3 separate regions of the Mus musculus genome follow, and all the other regions are linked to region 2. The links are chromatin contacts, called in public Hi-C and HiChIP or PLAC-seq maps. All regions are on one chromosome and are shown on one strand. The core of a region is the stretch at or near the end of the contact, and the rest is flanking DNA. Distances in the headings are between cores, read along the strand shown.

What was found. A called contact is a pair of places that touch in the nucleus more often than the background predicts. HiChIP or PLAC-seq counts read pairs in DNA pulled down with a chosen protein or histone mark.
Region 1: a contact with region 2 is called in a Hi-C map of neural progenitor cells, with 6 times the contacts expected there. The contact joins two enhancer-like sites. A contact is called at or near these places in 5 of 484 Hi-C or Micro-C datasets (the 3T3-L1 cell line, cerebral cortex, embryonic stem cells and 2 more), 2 of 115 datasets of contacts at active chromatin or transcription factors (neural progenitor cells and stem cell-derived neural progenitor cells) and 1 of 9 other capture datasets (embryonic tail).
Region 3: a contact with region 2 is called in an H3K27ac HiChIP or PLAC-seq map of neural progenitor cells, with 7 times the contacts expected there. The contact joins two enhancer-like sites. A contact is called at or near these places in 1 of 484 Hi-C or Micro-C datasets (liver), 2 of 115 datasets of contacts at active chromatin or transcription factors (neural progenitor cells and stem cell-derived neural progenitor cells) and 1 of 9 other capture datasets (embryonic tail).

The regions. Positions count from the first base shown.
Region 1 is chr10:38,356,630-38,359,374 of GRCm38.p6, forward strand. All of the region lies in intron 1 of Gm40624 (a long non-coding RNA gene), which reads left to right. Among named protein-coding and RNA genes, the nearest start is that of Gm40624, 3.2 kb to the left of the region's middle. Within about 2 kb of position 1,477, at least 21 of the 459 cell types and tissues checked have an H3K27ac peak or open chromatin away from gene starts, as enhancers often do. A contact at or near this core is called in neural progenitor cells, where this site is marked.
Region 2 is chr10:38,552,501-38,555,436 of GRCm38.p6, forward strand. No RefSeq gene overlaps it. Among named protein-coding and RNA genes, the nearest start is that of Gm22911, 62 kb to the right of the region's middle. Within about 2 kb of position 1,466, at least 127 of the 459 cell types and tissues checked have an H3K27ac peak or open chromatin away from gene starts, as enhancers often do. A contact at or near this core is called in neural progenitor cells, where this site is marked.
Region 3 is chr10:38,307,815-38,310,631 of GRCm38.p6, forward strand. No RefSeq gene overlaps it. Among named protein-coding and RNA genes, the nearest start is that of Gm40624, 46 kb to the right of the region's middle. Within about 2 kb of position 1,372, at least 36 of the 459 cell types and tissues checked have an H3K27ac peak or open chromatin away from gene starts, as enhancers often do. A contact at or near this core is called in neural progenitor cells, where this site is marked.

The DNA.
Region 1 (2,745 bases), core at 227-2,726, 200 kb before region 2:
CCATAGTGCCTATGAAGGAAACAGACAAGAATCTTTTATTTTTTACTATTTTTGTTGCTTATCATAACTGTAATTTTGCTCTTACTATGAATTATAATACAAATATCTGTGTTTACCAAGGGTCTTAGTAGACCACTGTAAAAGGGACATTCAACCCCAAAGGGGTCCCAGAGTCAAATTGAGAGATATTAAAATTTACTAGATGTTCTTTCACTAGTATATAGCTCAGTCACAATTAACATTCTGCTTTATTTATTGTGTGCATTAAGGTAGCTTGTAAGAAAGATGCTGTCTTGGTTACTTGTGTGCTAACTTTTCCTAGGAAAAATGTGTTATGTTTATTATAGTTTCATTAGTGACCCTTATTAATTAATGTAGTTACCAGAATTATCAAGGCAAAGAAGGTTCCAGATTATACCTTTATTTTGGCAGGAGGCAATATATAGAATACTGTAATAGAGAGATTTTAGGGACAACTCAGGTTTTGCTAACATTTAGTATAGATCCTAACTGATGTAGTCACTTCTCTGTTGACATGATAAAACACCTTGACCAAAAGCAAGTTATGGGAGAAAGATTTGCTTGCGTTTACAGCTGCAGAGGAGTGTGCACGAGGTTGCCAGGCAGAGATGCCTGCAGCAAGCTGTAGTTGAGGCTGCAGGAGCAGTACAGTGAAAGGTCACCTCTTCAACTGTAAACGCAAAGCACAGAAAACAACATCGAGTGGGCTTTCAAAGCACACTGGCTGTGGCATACTTCCTAAAGGCTGCATGTCCCAGAACCTCACCAAATACCACTACCTGCCAGGGAGCAGGCATTCAAACACCTGGGCCTAGAAGAGGTGTTTCTCTCTTTAAGCACCACACCATTCTGAAATGCAATGTGTGCTTAAAGCTAGTTCTTGAGTAGTGATAGCTTTCTTTTTAGAATTTAAGCACATGAAATATGATCAGTCTTTCCTAAAGTCTGCTTCAGTCTGATCACGTGTCTTGTGTCTTTTTTAAAATATAATTTGTGCTTGAAATTAGATATTTTGCTTCACACTAGAATTTTACACTCACATAGTCTAGAACCAGGAATGCTTAGAATATTCCACAAGCTAAGGAACAAGCAATTCTAAATAAATGATTCACTGCACTGCTTTCAAGGATTTTAGATCTTAATTATCTGTTTGCATGTTTGTTTGTTTGCTTGCTTATGTCTCTGCCTGTTCTTTGGAAGAGAGCCCAGTACAAACAAGGGTTAACATAAACTGCTCAATTTTTTGTAAAAGGAGCTTTCTTCCTTGGGTCTGAGTAACAACATATCTAGCCTCCAAAATAAACCACTCAACTGCCTCAGATATTTGGGAATGAATGCTTATCCACTAATTGGCTTCAGCTGGGGATTCCACCCCCCCCCCCTTCATTACTTGAGCTGAGAAAGCAGCTGTTTGGCAAATGGTTGAGTCCTAAGTCACATGGCTGGTGATTTATGCACATCAATGTGCTAATGGATGCCTTGTAGAACACAGTTTTGTTTATTTGATTGTTAAAGCCCTGTGCTAATGAATCATGACTTTGTTTAAATACACAGCAAACCCAGTCTCATGATGGAGCTCTTCCTTAGGCAGGTCCTTTTCATATTTGTTTCTAATTTATTATAACATGCTTGGTTTAACCTCATGGGTGTTATAAGAAAGCACTGAAAATGATAGATAAAGGCTTATTCTTTTATGAAATTTGATGTGCTTACACGTAAGCAGAAGTAAATATGAGACAGAGGATACTCCCTAAATTAGATTCAAGCACACTTGCCACATATTTTAGCATGCCCATTTACATGGGGAATAAAGCTATTCCATCATTCTGGCTTCTTGAGATATTAATGGACTTGTAACTAGGCGGAAATATTTATTAAAGTTATGCAAAGTTCTTGCCTAAAAGTTTGCTCAGATCAGTTACAAATGCTTATCTTCTTCTACAATTAAAGCAAATTCTATCACTTTGTTACGTTCAGGTCTGGGCCAGGTATTTTTAGGTCCTAGGCATTTTACTAGTGAATGAAATAAATGTGCGCACATATTTAGAAAGTTGCAAGAATGCTTTATTCAAAGCAGAGCAATAGTGCATTGTAGAAGGGAATGAACTGTCAAGACTGAGGGCATCGGTGAATGAAGGGACTCCATTATTATACAATAAGAAAGCCTTCATTACTGTTCCTTCTATGGATTTCAAGGGGAGCAATTTGATCATGGAGGGTATAATGTAAGTTGGTATCTATTTTGGTTGACAGACTTTTGGTAGTAAAACCATTTCTCTATGATTCATGCTCCTCCTCACAATTCATCTGAATTTCATCACATTCATGCCCACTAATGCATAGACATAAGTGAGCAAATACAGGATTCTTACTAAAAGTCACATAGAGGACACTTCACCGTATTAAGCATGCACTCAAAACCACTAATAGGCCAGATCATTCTATTGATGGTATTATGAATACATTTTGTAAAATTCTAAATTTGTTGGTCATTAAAGAGTAGAGAAATTTATTCTGCTATTGGGAATGGGATGTGCTCAATGCAAATGGGGGTCCTGGATTGATAGTTGTTATTCAGTTGTTGTTTGGAAAGAGGTTATGTTATAAAGTATGCACAGGTAAACATCTCAGACTGCCAAGTATACAATTAAAAGAGAGGTCTATGTGAATAGTATGTGCAGATAAGGGCCCTAGATTGACAAATGCATTGTTAGAAGAAAGGTA
Region 2 (2,936 bases), core at 216-2,715:
TTCTTTCTCCCATCCTGTCCCAACTCACCCCTGCTCCAACATCAAATCATACTTATTTTGTTTTCCACATCTGGTCTTTGCTCAGTTGATAATACTTCCTGGCAGGATGAACCATGGAAGGAAAATAAACACCATGTGTTGCTGGGACTACAAGTGATGCTCTCTTTCTCTGATGTCCCAAAGCTTGTTTCTCTTACAGAGCTGCCCCTAAGAGCACCATGAAAACACCGCCATGATGAGTTTGCTAAAGTTGCATACACAAGCACATAGGTAAACCAAATAATGTAACACATTAAAGTCAAGACTCAAGATGAAGGGAAATGTTCGGTCGATGAGTATCTGCTAGGAAAAACCAAACTTAACACCAAGGAGAGCAAACCCAATGTTTTCTGAATTCCTTGCTGCCTTTGAGTGTCAGAAGCTGGAGGATTGCAGTTTAGTGATCCCTCATGTCTGCAAACTCAGTTATCAGCTAAATTGGGTAAACATTATACCAACATACAAATATGTACATGTGTACATGTGCCGTGTGCTCAGTTCATAACACTTTGAGGAGCTTAATCATAAAATCTGAAAAATTCCTATTTATGATCTTCCTAAAAGAATTAACAAAAGTTCTTCTGGGTATTTAAACATATGTGTAAGGTTGGTTTTAATTTTACAATGTATCCTTTTACTTTAAGCAAACAAATAGTAGTAGTAGTAGTAGTAGTCGTAGTAGTAGTAGTAGTAGTAGTAGTAGTAGTAGTAGTAGTAGTAGTAGTAGTAGTAAATGATTGGCCTCATGGAGGTTATACTGATTTTTTTAAAGTTTATAATATAATTGTTAGGCTAGACAATACCATTCCTTTTCTGTATCTCCTCTCAAAACTCTAGAAATGAGTTCACAGTTGTGAATGTGGAAAAAAATTGTGTACTGCTTCCACAAGTGCTAACTGTGAGCTGGGAGAAAATTAGTCCATTTGCAGGCATTGGAAAACCAGGGAATCATTCCATTGTCAAGACAAGAACCAGCAGCTGCTTTGGATTCCATGTATTTCAAGGACAAATCATTCATTGACTCCTTTGACACCCAAAGTATGCCAATAATTCAATGTATTAGTTGGATGCAAATTTCATACAATAAGGTATGGAAAGCAAACTGTAATTGGGAGTGCTTGTGTGAATGGAGCTCTGTCCTTTGACAGAGCCCATTGTTGAACAGCAGCCTGAACCCCCGACCCTTTACTTTGCAAGGATACAATAGCCTTTGATATGAGGTGGTGGGAAAAAGACTTAGACACTCATTTCACATTCAGTTGCAATTCATCAGTTTGGCGGGGACTTTTAGCAGCTTTAATGACCACAGCAATTGATGGTTAAATCAATTTGTGCCGGTGACAGCATGGCTGGCCTCTAGACTGTAACAATCCAGGATTGCGCCAGGCAGAAAAGACTCTGTTATTCAGATGTGCGCGGTTCCTACTCTGCTCAGAGAGAGAACAATGAGAGAGTCTCTGGCTCAGGCAAGCTGGAAAACGTTCACATTCACTCCACTGCCTGCGCAATGTTGTGGCTTCTCTGTAAGGAGGTGCAGCGCATTTCATTCCCGTAAGTATTGTTGCGAGTAAAAATATACAGACGACAAAGATTTCTAACGTTTAACTATATCCTGAGAGATAGTAACAAACCAGAAAGAATTTAACCTTTGATTCCTTGATCGAACTGGGTGGTCCTACTCCTGCCACCACTGCGCACCCCTCCTCCACTTCCCCTCAAAAAAATTAGAAAAGGGAAAGAGAAAAGCAGCAGCAGAGATTACGATAGAGGAGGCTTATGTTTAGGAGGGAAAGGTGAGAAAACAACCCCACAGTATTTTGTGTAAAAAAGGAGGGAATATTGCTCCCTCTTCTGTTGATCAGAGGTATTTTTTTCCTAGTAATGATTTAAAAATACATGTTTACTGTGAAAATATGTAAATGTCAGCATAGTTCACTGAGTTGAACTGACCTGTTCAAGTTTCTTAAAATAAAAAGGCAAAGTAAGTATTTTTTTTTTAAGCTAAACCTACGTTTAACATTTAGGAATTCTGCAGGCATAACTGGCAATTTTTAAATGGGGAGAAGGATAAAATATCATCACAACAACATTAATTTTGGTTTAGTTTCATCAGTGAATTGCGTCATTAAATATAGGAATCAAGAATTAAACCATAAGCAAGACTTTTAAATTCTACAGAAAATGTGCAGCCTAAAACATACCTGTAAGATTAAGCAATGTGAAGCCAACATATTATTTGTATATCTGAATACTAATTAATGTCTGGCATAACGTAAGATACACAGATGACTGTAACAAACATGCAACTAAAGCTAATTAAAGGAAAGTTTCTTGTTTTTAAACATGTGTTAATGCTGCATTTATTAAACAAAATTTTTTAAGTAAAAAAAAAATAGTATACAAAAAGTATTAAATTCTACTCTGGACTGGATAAAATTGACTGTAAGGGTGGACTCTGACCCTGAGTTGCCTTTTATGTCCTATTAAGAATTAGACCAAATGATACAATTTTATTTTAGAGCTATGGTGGAGAAAAAAGAAAAGAAACCATGTCCAGAATATAAGCAGATCCATGGGAAATGGATGGCCCCGACTCGAAGCTATGGTGTTGTGGGAAAAAATGTAAACAAGGTTTTCGAACAGATTTGTCTAAACATTGAAAGAATATTGAGTCTGTACAGAGGAGGTCTTGGCACTGAGTCCAGAGCTGTGCTTGGTAACTGGGGAGGGTAGAGAAAAGGAGGAGAGTTTCCATGGCAACACTGGTGCTGAGCATAAATGGAACAGGCATGCATCTTCCCAAGGGAGGACTGGAGGGTGGAAAGTGGAAACGAGGGGTAAGGGCGGTAGGGCCCCCATGAAGATACTTTATGCTGAATAAGTGTTTTGTGTAACTG
Region 3 (2,817 bases), core at 122-2,621, 240 kb before region 2:
TTTATAAATGCTACATAGAGATTAGTAGTTCTTAATATATAATTAAGATTCAATAAGTGGGTCATGTTATACAAGAGCACATCTGGAGTCTGAGAAATATGTTAATTTGTTCCTGATCTCAAGAAGCTTCCCCAAGAATGTAAGAATTTAATTTATTGTAGATTATTTGGACTTCTTTCCAGGCTTTATTTTCTCAACCTGGGGAGGTTGAATATGAACCTAAAGTGGATGAACAAGAGTAGCCATTTAGAGATTCATTATTTTTTCTAATAGGAAATTTATGAGGTTATGTTTTTATCCCAAATACATGAGTGTGTACATAATGGAGGGGTACGTATTTTTCTAAAATCAAGGATTCCTTGAAGGTATTGTAAAGAAAGAAAATAAAGGTAAGGTAGGTTTATTTATTGAAGTTTCTTAAGCAAAGTTCAATTTCCACATTTTTAATAAATTCTCATTTAAACAATTATTACTCATATATGTACTTATGTATAAATACAGTTTTGTATGCTGACAATGCACTTCTGTGCTAATAGCTACTTACTTTTAACATTGTAGGCATTCTGTGAACACTTAATTGTATGTGCAGGACACTGAGGGGTCATCTGTTCTCATGTACCCTACAGCAAAATAATATGTACTGAATCATGAACTTAGCTATGACAAGGACAGGTCACAATGACACTTGCTGAAGGGTCACTACATGTGATTAATTCTAACATAAACATAGAAGACTCATGGCTAAAACCAAGCAGTAACTGAACCACCATGGTATTTAGCGATGTTTTATAGTCAGATGCCTATTCCACACATGCCAGCACACACTGCTAGTTAACAACTCATACATTGCAAGAAGAGGCATTTTATGCTTTAAGTGGAGATTTTAATGATTATATAGAAAATACCTGTTTGTTTTAAAGAAAAATATGTTTTATTTGAGCAATTCAACCAAGAAACATGTTAATAACACAGGACAATGCTTAGGGGGAAATGGAAATATTTTGTGCTCTGAATCATGAGTTTTCCTTTCAATAGTCTAATTTAATTTTAGGGAAAAAATGTTGATTTTGGCTGCCTTCCAAGACATTCTTCATTCCCTCTCTCTCATCTCCAAGAATCCTTCTGCACAGAGTGGTTAGCAGGAAGCGTTTGTTTACTGGTGAGTTGAATGTTAAAGCATTTTAACATCTCCCTTTTAATTCTCCCAATATGTATGTGAAGGGAAAGAATGGATCAATAGGGGTGCTGCTTAGGCGTCCCCATGAAGGAGGCAGAGGACAAGAGAATGAGAGCAGTTCTCTATGTGAGGTACAGATTCTCTAGGGGTGAATAACCCAGGCATTGACTACACCGCTGTGGGCTGCAATACAGTTCCCTAGGAAGACAAAACATTGAGAGTCAGTTCCGGAGCCACATGATTCCCACAGAAATGAGGCCTGAGGCCAACAGCTCCAGCTGTACATTCTTATTTTGAAGTACCTGGAAACCACCCTAAATGATTTCCTGTGTCCTTAAGTCCTTCTTTACCCCGTAACCACTTCTGTGACCAGCAGCAGCTTGTGGACAAAGTGCTATGTTCCATCTTCTTCAGCTTTCTTTATTTAAGAGTGATAGTGCAGCTGCCATTCTCTCTCTCTTAAAAGCCTGGCTGAATTCTGTGATGAAGATGTTTGTATTAGAGAAGGTTCTTAGATACAGTCATGGATGTCCAGATTGGGGTTTTCTTGAGTAAATTGTAGTGAGAGCATTTGAACTTGCCATTTTACAATTTTTCAATCAGAGATCTCACATTTATTAGCCTCCAGTTTTCAATCTATACTTCTTATTCTTTAAGAACCTATAACAGTCAGCACCACCTCTTTTTTTGTATGTTGTCAATTCTGACACGTGTTCAGTCACTTGATCAGTTTGACACTGATTTTTCTGGGCTATTTGTATTTCATTTAATCTTTGTAAGGAATTTTTTAGTTTTAGTTTTCATCTTGTATATGTTAATTATTGTACCTCTATCATTATTACTACGCTGCTTTTGTTAAATATAATTTATTTTACTTTTAGCTTTCAAAGCAGACAATATGACCACTAGCTTAAATATGCTCAACTTCTTTGTGTAACTATCAGCCCCTTCCTGACCACTGCTCACGCCATCATTTCTAAACACATTTTTATAAACTTGTGTGCTAACATGCTGTTTTCATTTCCTTTAGAGTTTCTCCTTTTGACAGTTTGTGTATCCACGAGTGAATTATTATGTTTTCAAATATTTATGGATTTTTTATGTCAATCTGTTATTGATTATTAATTTAATTCTGTTTGATTAAAGAATATAGTTAATTATTTTAAATTCATTGAGTTCTGAAGCTTCCAAAGGTTCCATTTTAATGAAAAACAATTAGTATTCTGCTGCACTATAGAAGGATGTATTATAAATACCAATTATGTCAAGCCATTGACATTGGTATTCAAAGCTTCTGTATCCTTATTGATTTTCTGCATACTTGCTATATCAGTATTGAGAGCCATAAAACTCTGAGTATAATTGTCAATTTCTCCGTTCTACCTATCAGTTCTATTAGTCGCTTCATAAACTTTAAATCACTGATACTGGTACACCATCATCTAGATTTGTAATAATAGTTTTTGGTACATTAAAGGTTTTAACATCTAAAAGTGATGTTTTGTTCTACACAGCATTCTTTTCCCTGAAATCCAAATTTCTTAATCTGCCTAAAACTAGTTCACCTGTCTACTGATTAATGACAATGTGGGGTATTTTTTAAAAAACTTTTATGTTTGACATATTTGTAATTTTTTTAG